Linked DNA regions of Mus musculus: region 1 is linked to region 2. Evidence: chromatin contacts called from public HiChIP or PLAC-seq data. All regions are on one chromosome and are shown on one strand. The core of a region is the stretch at or near the end of the contact, and the rest is flanking DNA. Distances in the headings are between cores, read along the strand shown.

Region 1 (7,411 bases), core at 3,717-6,216, 190 kb before region 2:
GTGGTGGCCCGTAGTTCACTCCTAGGACTCAGTCAGGAGGCAAAAGGAGGTGGGATCTCTATATGTGCGTGCCAGTCCAGGCTGCAAAAGGAGCGTAAAACACTAAGAATAACAAAAATAAAACACACCAGGCAGTTGTAGCATACACCTTTAATCCCGGCAATCAGGAGTTGAAGGCAGGCTAATCTCTGAGTTCCAGCCCAGGCTGGGCTACAGACCTAGACCAAGACAGCCAAGGCTACATAGAGAAACCCTGCCTCAGAAAAACAAAAACAAACAAATAGAAACAAAAAACAAACACAAGCAAACCAATCAATAAACAAAAACACCAAAAATAAACTCTACCCCAAACCAACAAAAGCCAGTTAAACTAAGAAACACCTAAACACATGAAATAACAATTTAAACACGTGTTTAAAAAAATAGAAAATAAAACAGAACATGTGATTCAAAATGGAAACCTTGCCCACTGCCTGGTCAGGGAGCTGGAGAAGAGGAAGAAGTCAGGTGTATGACTGGGTGTGCCCCAACCCCAGCCTGAGCTACAGAGTGAGTGCCAGGCCAGCCTGCCCTTTGACCTCAGATGCCTGAGGTGAAGACCCAAGTCAGAGAGGGGCTCTACAGTGATGTCTTCTACTGTGTGCCCTGCCCCAAGCCACTCACTGTCCTTGAAGCTTGCCTGGCTTAGCACTGTCCTCTGTCAGCGTCTGACTGACAGCTTCTAGAGAGCAGGGACCCAGCATTGGGTGGAAAATGTCCATCAGCTGTAAGAGCAGAGCAGACAGCAGCTCAGATGCCATCCCTCACCTGCTCCAGTCTCCTCCAGCAGGGCCTCCATCTGCACCTGTGCCCCCGGGGTTCCTCTTCCTGTTGGTTAAGGGAGAGAGGCCTCATCTGGGTCCCATTCAGAGGTACAGGCCACGATGCTGGGGAGGAGCTTGAAGCAGCCGCCCACACTGAAGGTGGGTCTTGTCACATGTACTGAGCGACCAAGATAATATCTCCAGACATTCTCTGAGGCTACCCCCACTCAGGGGAGCCCTCCCAGGGCTGACACTGGATGACAGACACAGGGGCTAGACAGTAAGTGTTTCCATAAGTCTGTGCCTGTGGCCTGTCACCTAGAAGACAGTTTCCAGCTGACAACACTGAGCATGACAGTTACCTTGCAGTAGCACCTGAGAGGTCTGGAAGTTTCCTTCCAGAAAAATTCAACTAGAATGTGGCACCATCAATTCTTTGAACAAATGTCCGAATGATTCCAAAGTGTAACCATATTTTGTTTTCCATTAGATTTCTCTGGGTTCTGGATTCTTCTTCAGTGCTGGGAATCAAGCATGGGGGCTTGCCTGAGGTGATAATATGCCCATTTAATGCCAGCACTCAGTACCGGCAGGCACATTTTTGAAAGTCTAAGGTATGACTAAGGTATGAAAGTCCATAGCAAGTTCAAGGCCAGTCAGGGCTACATAGTGAGACCCTGTCAGCAAAAGAAAAAGAAAGGTGCTCCACAGATGGCTCAGGGGTCAAAAACACTGGCTGTTCTTCCAGCACCACATAGACGCTGACAACTATCCATAAGTCTAGCTCCTTTGTCTGTCATGTCCTCTCTTGGCCTACATGTGCACCAGGCTTGTGAGTTGTGCACAGGCCTCCATGTGGGTAAAACACCCAAACACACAGAATAAAAGTTTAAGGGCTGGAGAAATGGCTCAGCAGTTAAGAGCACTGACTGCTCTTCTGAAGGTCCTGAGTTCAAATCCCAGCAACCACATGGCGGCTCACAACCTTCTGTACAGTTACAGTGTACTCATATACATAAAATGAATAAATAAATCTTTTAAAAGTTAGTTTAACCTTGTTTTTAAAAAAGTTAAACATATGTTAAGAAACATAGAAAATAAAACAGAATATGCCATGCAAGATGGAAATCTTGGCCACTGCCTGGACAGGGAGCTGGAGAAGAGGAAGGGAGAAGCCAGGTGTATGAGTCAGGCACAGAGGTCAGCACAGGGCAGCACCACAGGGGAGACAAGCAGCCCCCCTTGGGGGGAGGGAGAAGCTTCAGAAAAGAGCCAAGAAGCTCAGAGTGTCAATCCGAGGGCCTGGAACAAAGTCAGGTAGTTAAAAGCAAGGAAAAAAAGGAAAAGTTAGCATCTCAGAATCTAGAAAAACAGATGGTGTTAGCCCTGCCTCATGTGGTGGATCTGCACATGCCGTGGATCCCTGCCTTGTGCTGTGGATCCGCACGTGGCTGTGTTGGGAGCACACTACGCCAGAAACAGGTGAACAGGTTTCTGTCCTTCAACAATGTCAGAATCAACTGAATAACGATCCACAGCATGCAGGGGTTTCAGTGACTTTAGTGACGTTGTCATCTAATCCTCCTACCTCTCTAGCTTGCCCGAGAGAATGAGAACTCTCACATCAGACAGCTCACAGTAAGTGTAGCCAATGCGTCTGTGTGCATATAGGCAGGTGCAAAATGATACCAGTTAAAGAGGCTACAGAAGTGGGCTAGAGAGTCCCGCTGCCCAGACTGCAGATCAAAAGTATTTACAGCCCTGCGGTGGTGGTACAAGCCTTTAATTCCAGCACAGAGCAGGTGCATCTCTGTGAGTTTGGGGCCAGCCTGGTCTACAGACTTCCAGGACAGTCAGGGCAACCCAGTGAAGGAAGCCCTGTCTCAAGAACAAAACAACAGTAAAACTAAACTATTGAGAAACAAGTTACAGCCACGCTGACACACAGACAACGTGACCTCCCGCCATTATTCCTCACTTCACGTGCGTGACTATTATTGAGCTTCCACGGCTTTTGGGGTGTGCAGAGCTCCTGAATTCAGTTCCCCATAAGTACTGAGGGTTGGCTATGTGTTTGATTCAGACCCTCTTGGATTTCCATGATGTGGGAATTTCTGGCTTTGTTGGAGACTGGGTTTTGTCATGTGACATATATCTGGAAACTGTCTTATAAGAGGATGTTTGGCTGAGAACAGACAAGTAGTGATTTTCCGAAAGCTCCTGATGAAATGGCGTGTGATATTTGGCTGGAGTGGAAGCTTGAGAAGACAATTGATGTTTGGAAAGAGTAAATTTAAAAAGTATAAATAAAAAATATAATAAAGTATTAAAAAAATAAAAGTATAATAAAGTTTAACCCAGCAGACAGTGAAAGATGCCGTGTGGTATTGGTTTGCCTTGCGACTCTTTGCTGGTCATCACTGGGCTTCGCCGACACTGCTCTTTGCTGACGATGCTCTTGCATTGGTTCTCCTTGCTTTCTTCACTGATCTTCACTTGTCGTGACTTCATAGAGAAATGCACCAAAGAACTTCTGGTGATATTCGGGCTGCTTTTTGGCACTTCTGCAGACAAACACCACTTGGTGGAGCCTTGAGGTTTCTTTGGGATTGAGCTGCTGCTGCTGATTCGTGTTTGGTGTTTGCTAGTGGACTGGACTGCTGACAACAAAGATTGGAATTATCCCAAAGAACTATTTCTAAACGGGTCCATAACTCCTGTTTTCTATTAACCTTTCTTTTGCCATACCTCTGTTGGGTGGTGGGCTAGAAGAGATGTTGAAGCATCAAAAAAAAAAAAACATAATTAAGTATGTTTTGAAAAATCTAAACCTACATTTCTGCTTTATACTAACTTGTTAAGACCCTGAATACAGAAATCACAGGACCTCTGTTTATACCTTGTTTGTTTCTTATCTACTCTGTTCATGCCTTAGGACTGACCATATTCTTTGTATATACCTAGAATGATATAAACGCACACTAGAAAAAAATAAAGCTGCTTCAGCCTCAGCACTGGAGTCATGTCATAGTTTTGTTTCATTGTCTTTTTCTTTTCAATCCTCAATCCCTCCCTGGAGACCTTGTTGGCTGACTGAGCTGGCTTGGTCATAGAACTTCTCAGCTCCTCCCACACCATGCCTGCCTGGACACTGCCATGTTCCTGCCTTGATGATATTAGACTGAACCTCTGAACCTGTAAGCCAGCCCCAGTTAAATGTTGTCCTTATCAGAGTTGCCTTGGTCATGGTATCTGTTCATAGTGGTAAAACCCTAACTAAGACACTCCCCTTAGATCTGAAACATTTGAAGACTTCACATGGATATCCTCAGCATCTGCCCTCAGACGGAGGAACGCTGAGCCTACGGTTTTCATGGGACAGAGACGTCCATTTGTTTAGTTCAAGACTGGTTATTGAAGACCTGAAAGCTGTGGGTTCCAGTGTCAGATGACAAGCAGATGAGGGAAAGAGTCCAAGTCCTGCTCTCAGACTATGGTTTTTGTGACTTGGAGGGGGGCTGTGTCACAGACTTTGTGAAGGAACAGAGGAAGAGACCGAATAGGAGGAGTTCATGTTCACAGATTTTGGCCATCCCCTCTGGGGTCCAGACATCTATTAAGGCCTTTGTGGTGGAGAAGTGGCTGCCGAGGCTGTAGAGCATCGTGTGCTTCATTAGATCTGCTGCCTATGGCCTGTTGTCAGAGTCAGTTACTGTGTTTTCTTCTTCTCAACTTCCCCATGATAGGACACAAGGCAGATGATCATCAACAAGTATATAAGGCAGGGTTTCTCAACCTGTGGGTCTCCACCCCTTTAGGAGTTGAATGACTTTTTCACAGGGGTCACCTAATACCATATGTATATTAGATATTTACATTATCCTTCATTACTGTAGCAAAATTCCCATTATGAAGTCACAATGAGAACAATTTTGTGGTTGGGGGGAGGGTCACTGCATCGTGAGGAACTCTATTAAGGGGTTGCCACATTAGGAGGGAATTTTAAATATGAGTAATGACCTGGCCTTGGGACAGGGAAGCATCCCAAATCAACAGTCTGTTACCATTTGCCTAGCTGTGAGATTTCACTGAGCTGGACCTGTGAGGACAAGCACTTGCCAAAGACATGTTTCTTAGAAATCTATCAGAGCAGTTGGCTGATGGCCTGGGCACCCGTCCAGCTCTGCCCTCCGTGCTGAGTCTCAGCAGAAAGAGATACCCAGGGGACCCAGCTGTGGCTGTTGTGGCTAATAAATCATGTTTCCTGACAGCTCTAACAGGAAGTGAAGTTCCACCTCTGAAAGACAAGTCCCCAGTGTCACCTGGAGTGGCATCTAGGACAGAGATCTGGAGCCAAGGCTTCCATGTGCTCGCCTGTAGGCGTAACGTTATTGTGTGCTGTGTAAAGACTCTCCTTGTATTACTCAGACGCTGATTTCTGTACCCCCCAAATATGATTGCCAACCTTATTCTAAGAATCTCCTGTCTCAAAGTTGTGTACACATTGCTCCCCAATTATTCTCTGATTGGTCAATAAAGCTAGCTGATCAGCCAATGATTGAGCGGGGGAAAAAAATGGGGCTGGACTTCCTCCCAGCCAGAGGATAGGGTGGAGGACAGAGAGAGAAAATAGGGATTAGCTAGGGGGAGAGAGTCCAGGAGACACCATGAGAAAACACCTGGAGCAGAGAGAGCCAGTTCAGTACTATGCTGGGAATTTTGGCTGGGGGGTAGCCAGATTAGCACAGAGGACTAGAATAGATTAATGCTACTCGATTGTTGTGCCCTTAAAGCTTGTTAAATAAAAACAGCAGTCAAATCTCAATCGTTTGGGAGATAGCTAGGTTAAGAGAAAAACTGCAACAGGTATTAATCCCCACTAACACTCACCTATCTGTGAGGATCTCACAGCTCCTCCAGCGAGGCCCCTCCTGATTCCCACAGGGTTGTGATCATGGTGAGAGGCCCAAGGGTGTGGACTGAGTCTGACATCCTCAGGCCTAGTTATCCAACACACAGCAGGGTGGAGTCAGGTGAAGAATTCTGATCCATCTCCACCATGTGTGTCCTGCACTAAATGTTCAAACCCCAATAAGGGGATGCAAGGCAGTGGAGAGGCAGGCACAGTCCAGGCCTGACAGCCCCGTGTAAAAAGTTGAATTATCATCTCCAGCACCTGGAGATCAACAGAGCTAAACACACTGTGTGTTCAGAGAGACCTATATACATTCAAGGTTTCTTCCATGTAGAACCTATGTTTTTCTGGATGATATTTCAGAGTAGCAGGGACCCCCAACCACTCCCTTCACGCCTCCGTTAAGTGAGTTAGAGGCTATTTCCTACTTTACAATTTCACACCTAAATGAACGTGTCCTACTTTGCGAAAGTACAAGGCTCAAAGATTCTCTGATTATGAGCAAAATCACAACCCCTTTTTCCATGCAGGTAGCTGAGACTCGTTTTTCTTTAATAGTTTGCTCGGCTGTGGTGGGTAAGTTCCGGCAGGTAAAAAGCTAGGCTGGAAGGAGAGCAAGGCCTCCCATCAGTGTCGGGCCCTCTGGTCCTGTGCATAACCCAGCCCGGGTTTGCGAAGGTGGTGTGGCCATCCTACGTGGTGTGGGAAAGCAACATGAACCGTGTTCCCACAGCGCCCTGGAAGCTGTGTCCTGTCCCTGGAAAGCTCTTGACTCAGGTGTCTCTGCCCCATATGTCCGGGGCGAGGGATGCTTTCCCTAACCACCTTCTCTAGAGACCAGGAGCACCCCTTCCCGGTTTACTTCTCTGTCCCCTGTGTATTTGCAGTCAATCTCTGGCTATAGAAGCCTTTGCTGCTCTGCCAACCAGTCCACTAGAACCATGGCTTTATGAGGACAGGGACTAGGCTGCTGTTTGGAAAGATCATGTGCCTGGGAAAGACTTATACACCTGTGAATGAGTGAATGAGTGAATGAATAAATGAATGAAGGCATGCTCAGGGTCCTGAATGCCCATAGATTTATTTACGAAATTCTCAGTTTAGTTACTAATGAAAGTGTTTGATCTACTTTTATATGAGGATTGAATGTGTGCACATACCCATGTGTGTATGTAATAAAATTGCATGAAGCCTAATTAAAATTCAGGGTCAGGTTGATTTCTGGTACCAGTCACCAGGCAAGCCAGGAAAGCCTGAGGTCTCCTGACAGCAGGAGAAGGAGGGGAGTCTGCCTTTCTCTAGAGAAAGATCGCCATATATGTGAACTGGTCAGGCGTGGTCAGAGAAACACTCCTATGGGAACTCTCTGAGTCATTAAAAAAAAGGAAGGAAGGAAGGAAGGAAGGAAGGAAGGAAGGAGAGAGAGAGAGAGAGAGAGAGAGAGAGAGAGAGAGAGAGAGAGAAAGGAAGGAAGGAAGGAAGAAAGAAAGAGAGAAAAACGAAAAGAAGGGCCGGAGAGATGGCTCAGCAGTTAAGAGCACCAACTGCTCTTCCAGAGGCCCTGAGTTCAATTCCCAGCATCCACATGGTGGCTCACAGCCATCTGTATTGGGATCTGGTATGTCTGAAGACAGCTACAGTATGCTCATATACATAAAATAAATAAATCTTTAAAAAAAATAAAAAACCACAC
Region 2 (6,761 bases), core at 1,283-3,782:
AAGCCCAGAGCAGACTGGCAGCCAACACTGCCCCCACACCAGCGGCAGCACCAGCAAGCGACAGTTGCATGGGTCCCCGCAGCGCTGCCAGACCCACCGCATAGGAGGCTCCGCCCCACACCACGCACAGGCCACCCAGCAGGAAGAAGCCTGTGGAAGAAGGAGCAGTAGTCAATAGTTACAGGGTCCAGCGTATCCCAAGGGGCTGACAGGGTGACGGGTGGGGAGGATGAGTCAGTACGAGCACAGGGCGGGACAAGGCTTCTAACGTCAGCTAGTGAGAGGCTGGAGCAGTGCTAGCTAACGGAAGGCTTACTCGGGCTACTGCGACTGCCTCAAAATAACACGGGAAGGGGTGGGGTGGGGGGGGCAGTCCTGGAGAGATGGCTTCAAGGTTAAGAGTACTTGTTGCTCTTTCAGATGGCCTGAGTTCAGTTCCCAGAACCCACATGGTGGCTCACAACCATCTGTACCTCCAGTCCGAGGGGTTCTTGTGCTCTCTTCTGGCTTCATGGGTACCAGGCATGCACATGGTCTCCATATACACATATACACATAAAATAAAAATAAATCTCAAAAAAACAAAAAGGCTGGTGATGTAGTTCAGTGGTCGAGCCCCTGCCTAGAATCCCCCAGTGAGGGACTGGGGGCGTGGCTCAAAGGTAGAGCACTTGGCTAAAAAATTCCAGTGGAAGGATGGCGATGTGTAGCTCAGTGACACAGCACTTAACTAGTAGGCTGCTTTCCTTCCCGTTATAGCAATACATAAACAAACAAACAAACAAATAAAGGCAGACAAGGACTCAAATACATGAGACTTTGTAAAAGGAAGTATGTGAGACTTGGAGGAGAAATTCAATATCCAAAGGGGCTGGTCTGGGGTATAAACAAAGGTGTCCACATAAGTCAAGGCTACTTGGAAACTGTCTGGTGGACTCCTCACAATGCCGATGAAGGAGGTGTAAGAGGAGATGTAACTAGTGAGGCAAGAGAAAATGGAGGGAGTGCTCTCCTTTTCCAACTGTTAGGGTAGGAGGACTCAGAACTGGAGGAAAAGGGGGAGGGGCCCATTTCCCATAGGGATGGTCTGTACTCACCATAGGCAGCTTCCCGGCCCATGTCACTCTGCATGAAGGAGATGACCCCAATGCCGGATGACAGAAGTCCATTTCGGAACCAGGAGAGAAAAGCTGCGGGGAGTTGGGGGATGGAGCTCTGCATCAGCAAGCCCTGCTTCCTAGATCCCCTCTCACCCTATTCAGCCACAAGACAAAAGTATTCTAGATGCGGATCCCTTCCGGGAAGCCCCATGCAAGTCCCATTCCTTTACCCTTCTGTCCCAGACGTTCAAAATCTAGAGCACGAATTGAAGTTTGAGGATAGAAAGTCTTCCCAAGTCTTCCCTTGTGCATCCTGCGGTCTTCCCTCTCTCCCTCAGACCTCTGGGACAAACTTCTCCAGCCTGTCCCTTCCCCTGTGTGGTAACCGCTCCTACCTAGCATGGCCTCATCCTTGCGTCCACACCTCCCCACCACTCAAGTACCTGAGTGCTGCCAAAAGGCTGTTCCCACTACTAGCCCCATTCAACACCAGACCAGCTCCAATCTCTCAACTCATTGCCTCGTTTGAGATTCCTCCCTCTGCAGTCTAGATCACCTCTCCCTCCAATCAGCAGCCACCTTCTCTACCATTGGTTACACGCTGGTCCAATCCGGAACTTCCCCATCTTCTGCGGGTAGCCACACTCTTGTTTTATTCCAAGTGGTCCCCTCTGTCTGTAATCCTAACGGATACCCCTGTCTCAAGCAACTTGTTCCCTCCCAGCTGCCTCTGGAACGGTCTCTCACCTAGGCAGTGTGGTGCTGCCAACTACTTCTTCCTAACCGTAGCCTCCTCCCCACCCCCACTAATCCCTGCTGTACCCCTTTAGCCAGGACCCGAAAGATGGTGTCCTATGCGGCCAGGCTGCAAAATCTCCAACCCCCAACACCGGTTCCCTGCGCTCACATGAGGAAGCTGCCCCCGCTGAGCACAGGCCCTGTTCCCAGCAGATGCTTGCCTTACTCTGGCCACCCACTCCCACGTGCACATTGAAACCCCTCTCCTTGTAGCGCGAACGACCCCGGCCCCTGCCACTGACCTGTCTCATGTGCCTTGCGGAGGAGCCAAGCGTCCGCGCGATCCAGCTCGGACACTGGAGGCGGCGACGCTCCCGCGCGTGGCCCGTGGCCCGGGGCGAAGGACCCGCGCGCGCCCCCGCTGCGGGGCCGCTGAGGAGGCTGCAGAGACCCCCGGAAGCGCAGGCGGGCCAGGCGCGCGACCCGAGCCCACCACCAGCCGCCTCCCATGGCTCGCAATGGGGCCGCGACACCAGCTCCGCCCCACGGGCCTACTGTAGGCTGGAGGTCACATCACTCATGAGGAGCGACACAACCATTGGTGATCTGCCCGCAACTCTATCCCGGAACGCAATACCTATTGGTGTATCTGGCTGTGTCTCCACTTCAGTTATATGTGCCGGTAGTGTGTGACCCACCTTATTTTTATCATCAGACTACAAATCCCAGAGATCAATGTACGGCAGGCAGTTCGACCTGCAGAAGGGTGCGGCGGAATATCTGCTGGGACTTGTAGTTTCAAAAAAGTTAATGCTCTCAACAGCCAGGAAACAAAACTTGTACTAGTTGCTTAGACTAGTTGCAAAACTGTGGTGAACTCACGGAAACAACTACCAGTTACCTCACTAAAGAGGACACATAACTATTTTGTTGTATTCCTCTTCAGTTTTTCTTCTATGCAGATTTTAATAAGATGTCATTTCTGGAAATTCATTCCTGTCTTTACTTAGATTCTTTCCAAAACGTTATTACCGGTACTGGGACTCAAACTTAGTGAGAGTGGCCGAGAGAGTATTTAACAGAAGAGAGACTGCAGAGGAGAAGCAGAGGAGGGGACAGAAGCAACAGACTCAAGACCTGGCAAAGATCTTGATAGCAGCCACAGCCAAACCACGGGACACATAAGAAATGCCTAAAACAGATAGTCTCAGGAGAAGGAGATAAGAGGGAGGGGGCTAAAGATCAAAGGTGCCCCTCCCAAGCCCAGGGCAGCCCTAAAGGTGAAAGGGAACCCAACAACTTGTTTGTAGATAATAAAGTTGAACTTTCTGCCTTGCTAAAACCTGAAGGTAAAGTCTCCTCATCAGTTTATAAGTGACTTTCAGTGGCAACAGAAACAAAAGAAACAACCAAGACCTCTTAGGGGCCCTGAAAAGTTCGGACTATTGTGCCTCCTCTAAGAAGGCTTTACTTTGCTAACTACAGGTGACCTCCCTAGAGCCAGGGGACTCAGGGCCTTGGCATCAGACAATGGCCAATCTGTCACCAATTGCCAGAAGCCGACCCCCACCTTGTGTATACACCAGTGCAGCAATGGCCTCCTGGTTAAAGATGACGCCAGGGTGACTCATTACCAGCCTCTCTTCTTGAATGCCCCAGGATGACTTTTCAGCTGCCCTGCTGCCTGACCCTGACCTTGATCGGTGGGCCTCTGCATGACTGCTCAGATCATATGTGCAGAGCCACTCCGGACAGGAGTATCAACCCACAAAGCTGAACTGGTGGCAGCTCTGACCAAGGCGTTACAGCTGAGAAAAGACAAGAGACACAGATAGCCAGTGTGCCTTTGCTACTGCTGATATCTATGGGACTATTTATATAGAGAGAGGCCTTCTGGCGGCAGAAGGACAGACTAAACTCCGTCCCAGAGGGCAGTGAGACAGCCCAGTGAGTGACCCTAAAAATTGGGCTCCTCATGTCCTTGATTGCCCTAGACCCAGGAAACCTCATACTCTCTGATCAGACAGAAGATGTGATCTGAGCCAAAACCCTGTCCATGTCTCAGTGTCCTAAGAGATGATGGAGGACAGCTAGCTGATCACAAACTAATTGTACCAGAGAAAATGGGTATACGCATACTGAAAAAGATTCAATGTTCTTCACACATAGGATGCCAGAGAATGCAGGACTTAGTCTACCAGTCCCTCATCATAATTAAAGATGCCAGTCTGAAAACAGCTGAAATTGTTAAAAACTGTAAGGGCTGTCGATTGGCTAATATGGTTGCCAATGAGAAGAACCCTGGTATTCAGTACTGCAGCACCAAGCCAGGAGTCTATGAGGAAACGGACTTCATAGAGGTAAAACCAGGACAATTTGGATATAAACACACACACACACACACACACACACACACACACACACACACACACTCACACACACACACTCATATATACACACTCACACACACATACACTCACACACACATATACACACTCACACACACACTCACACATACACACACACACTCACACACATTCACACACACATACACACACTCACACACACATACATACACACATACACACACACGCACACACTTATTTGTATTTTGGTTTTTCAAGACAGGGTTTCTCTGTGTAGCCCTGGCTGTCCTGGAACTCACTCTGGAGACTAGGCTGGCCTCAAACTCAGAAATCCACCTGGGATTAAAGGCATGCACTACCACTGCCAGCCCTTTTTTTAAATCATAAACAAGACTATGCCTGTGTTAGGTTGTTCTGACAAGAATGCCTTCCTTACCCATCTGTCTTAGGTTGGTAAGGCTCTGTGCATAATCTTACCCAGCTTTGACTGCCAGCCTGTTAAACTAATGGCTCTGTCTGGGGTCCATTTTCAGTTTCAAGCCTTGTATTTTGGCTGCCAACATGCTGATGTTGTTAAAGGCGAGTTTTATCAAAATGAGAAGGAATAAAAGCATTTCCAGGACAAGAAGGGCTAACATGATCAAGTTACTATATATGCCATTCTTGAAGCTTGAACAAGATGGAAACACTGACCTTAAACCATGAATAACTTTACAGCAATAACCACAGCATCAAAACTTCTTTAAACTGATAATCTCAGTGTGCAAAGTTAAAATATCCAGAGAGGTGTTAGAACTGTGCCAAATGCCCTGTAAATGTCTTTGAATTGTCTCCCAATTATAATGGCTGTCGTTGTAAATGTTAGAACTGACACAAGTCCATTGTTATTTAGCATGGCACTTGAGATGGTTTCATACTCTTTTTTGTTTTTGTTTTTTGTTTGTTTGTTTGTTTGTGTGTTTTGTTTTTGAAGACAGGGTTTCTCTGTGTAGCCCTGGCTGTCCTGGAACTCACTTTGTAGACCAGGCTGACCTTGAACTCAGAAATCTGCCTGCCTCTGCCTCCCCAGTGCTGGGATTAAAGGCGAGCGCCACCACTGCCCGGTGGTTTCTTACTCTTAAACTCTGAACCTCCTCCCCGATAATGTGAATAGTATCATAAACAGTATCAGTTCATTGTTCCCAACACCTATCTAAATGTTCTTGAATACTCAGAGCATTCGTGACTTTTTTGCTAAATGATTAACAAAAGTGCAATTGCAAAAGCAGTGGTGTTAGCTATTATTGTGATCAAAGCTGCTATACTGGCAATAATCAAGTCCACTACCCTCTTGCTTCTGCTTAAACCTGACTGTATTCTTCCAATATTTGTAAGGTTTGGGTTTTTTTTTTCACAATACCAAGGTCTTTATACTCACGGGCAATCAAACAAAAGCTGGTTGATAGACCACCATAATAGACATGCCAGATTTCAACACACTAACACAATTAGAATGTGCACAATCAATACAACTTACAATAAATACCATAGAAGAAACAACAGTAGTTTGTTTGTGTGTGTGTGTGTGTGTGTTTTGTTTTGTTTTTTTTTTTTTTCGAGACAGGGTTTCTCTGTGTAGCCCTGGATGTTCTGAAACTCATTATGTAGACCAGGCTGGCCTCGAACTCAGAAATCCGAAATCCGCCTGCCTCTGCCTCCCAAATGCTGGGATTAAAGGCGTGCGCCACCACACCTGGCAACAATAGTTTTAACATGACCAACTAATGAAAGGTTAGGAGCTTTAACACATGCACTAACACTTCTTTGAAATCCAGATACTGTCCCAATTTTATCTATTGGTTTTTTTTTTTTTGTTGTTTGTTTGTTTTTTCTAAATTATTTTTTTTTCATTTTTATTAATTTTTTATTACGTATTTTCCTCAATTACATTTCCAATGCTATCCCAAAAGTCCCCCACACCCTCCCCCACCACTCCCGTACCCACCCATTCCCATTTTTTGCCCCTGGCGTTCCCCTGTACTGGGACATATAAAGTTTGCAAGTCCAATGGGCCTCTCTTTCCAGAGATGGCCGACTAGGCCATCTTTTGATACATATGCAGCTAGAGTCAAGAGCTCCGGGGTACTGGTTAGTTCATATTGTTGCACCTACAGGGTTGCAGATCCCTTTAGCTCCTTGGATATTTTCTTTAGCTCCTCCATTGGGGGCCCTGTAATCCATCCAATAGTTGACTGTGAGCATCCAATTCTGTGTTTGCTAGGCCCCAGCCTAGTCTCAAAGTAACATCACACAAGGCAGCTGTCAGTTTTCAAATATGTCTCTGAAAATGTCCAGAACCAGCTCTCCAATGCCCACTGTCCTTTCCTTTTTTATCCAATATTGGGTTGATTTCCAGAATCACTGATCACATTAAAGAAAAGAGAAGAGTCAGTATGAAAACTTCACTACTTTGATTATTTTTTTTGAAGGCAGTTTCCACATTTGCTTCACATGTTCTCTGTCCTACAAGATCTAAAAGCTTGAAGCAAGGCAGCTTGTCCAGTCTGGGATATAGGCA

What was found. HiChIP or PLAC-seq counts read pairs in DNA pulled down with a chosen protein or histone mark.
Region 1: a contact with region 2 is called in an H3K27ac HiChIP or PLAC-seq map of large pre-B cells, with 2.3 times the contacts expected there. The contact joins the enhancer-like site here to the promoter of Tmem160 in region 2. A contact is called at or near these places in 2 of 15 datasets of contacts at CTCF or cohesin (the NIH/3T3 cell line and embryonic stem cells), 22 of 484 Hi-C or Micro-C datasets (the AML12 cell line, the Ba/F3 cell line, CD4 T cells and 18 more), 12 of 115 datasets of contacts at active chromatin or transcription factors (the 230-238 cell line, embryonic basal ganglia, embryonic forebrain and 8 more) and 4 of 9 other capture datasets (adipose tissue, liver, macrophages and 1 more).

The regions. Positions count from the first base shown.
Region 1 is chr7:16,636,801-16,644,211 of GRCm38.p6, reverse strand. No RefSeq gene overlaps it. Among named protein-coding and RNA genes, the nearest start is that of Gm24708, 16 kb to the right of the region's middle. Within about 2 kb of position 4,966, at least 35 of the 459 cell types and tissues checked have an H3K27ac peak or open chromatin away from gene starts, as enhancers often do. A contact at or near this core is called in the 230-238 cell line, the AML12 cell line and neural progenitor cells, where this site is marked.
Region 2 is chr7:16,448,550-16,455,310 of GRCm38.p6, reverse strand. It overlaps Tmem160 (transmembrane protein 160), which reads right to left and starts at 2,532. Exons shown (of 3, transcript NM_026938.1): 1 at 2,141-2,532; 2 at 1,098-1,190; 3 at 1-150. The coding sequence starts at 2,348.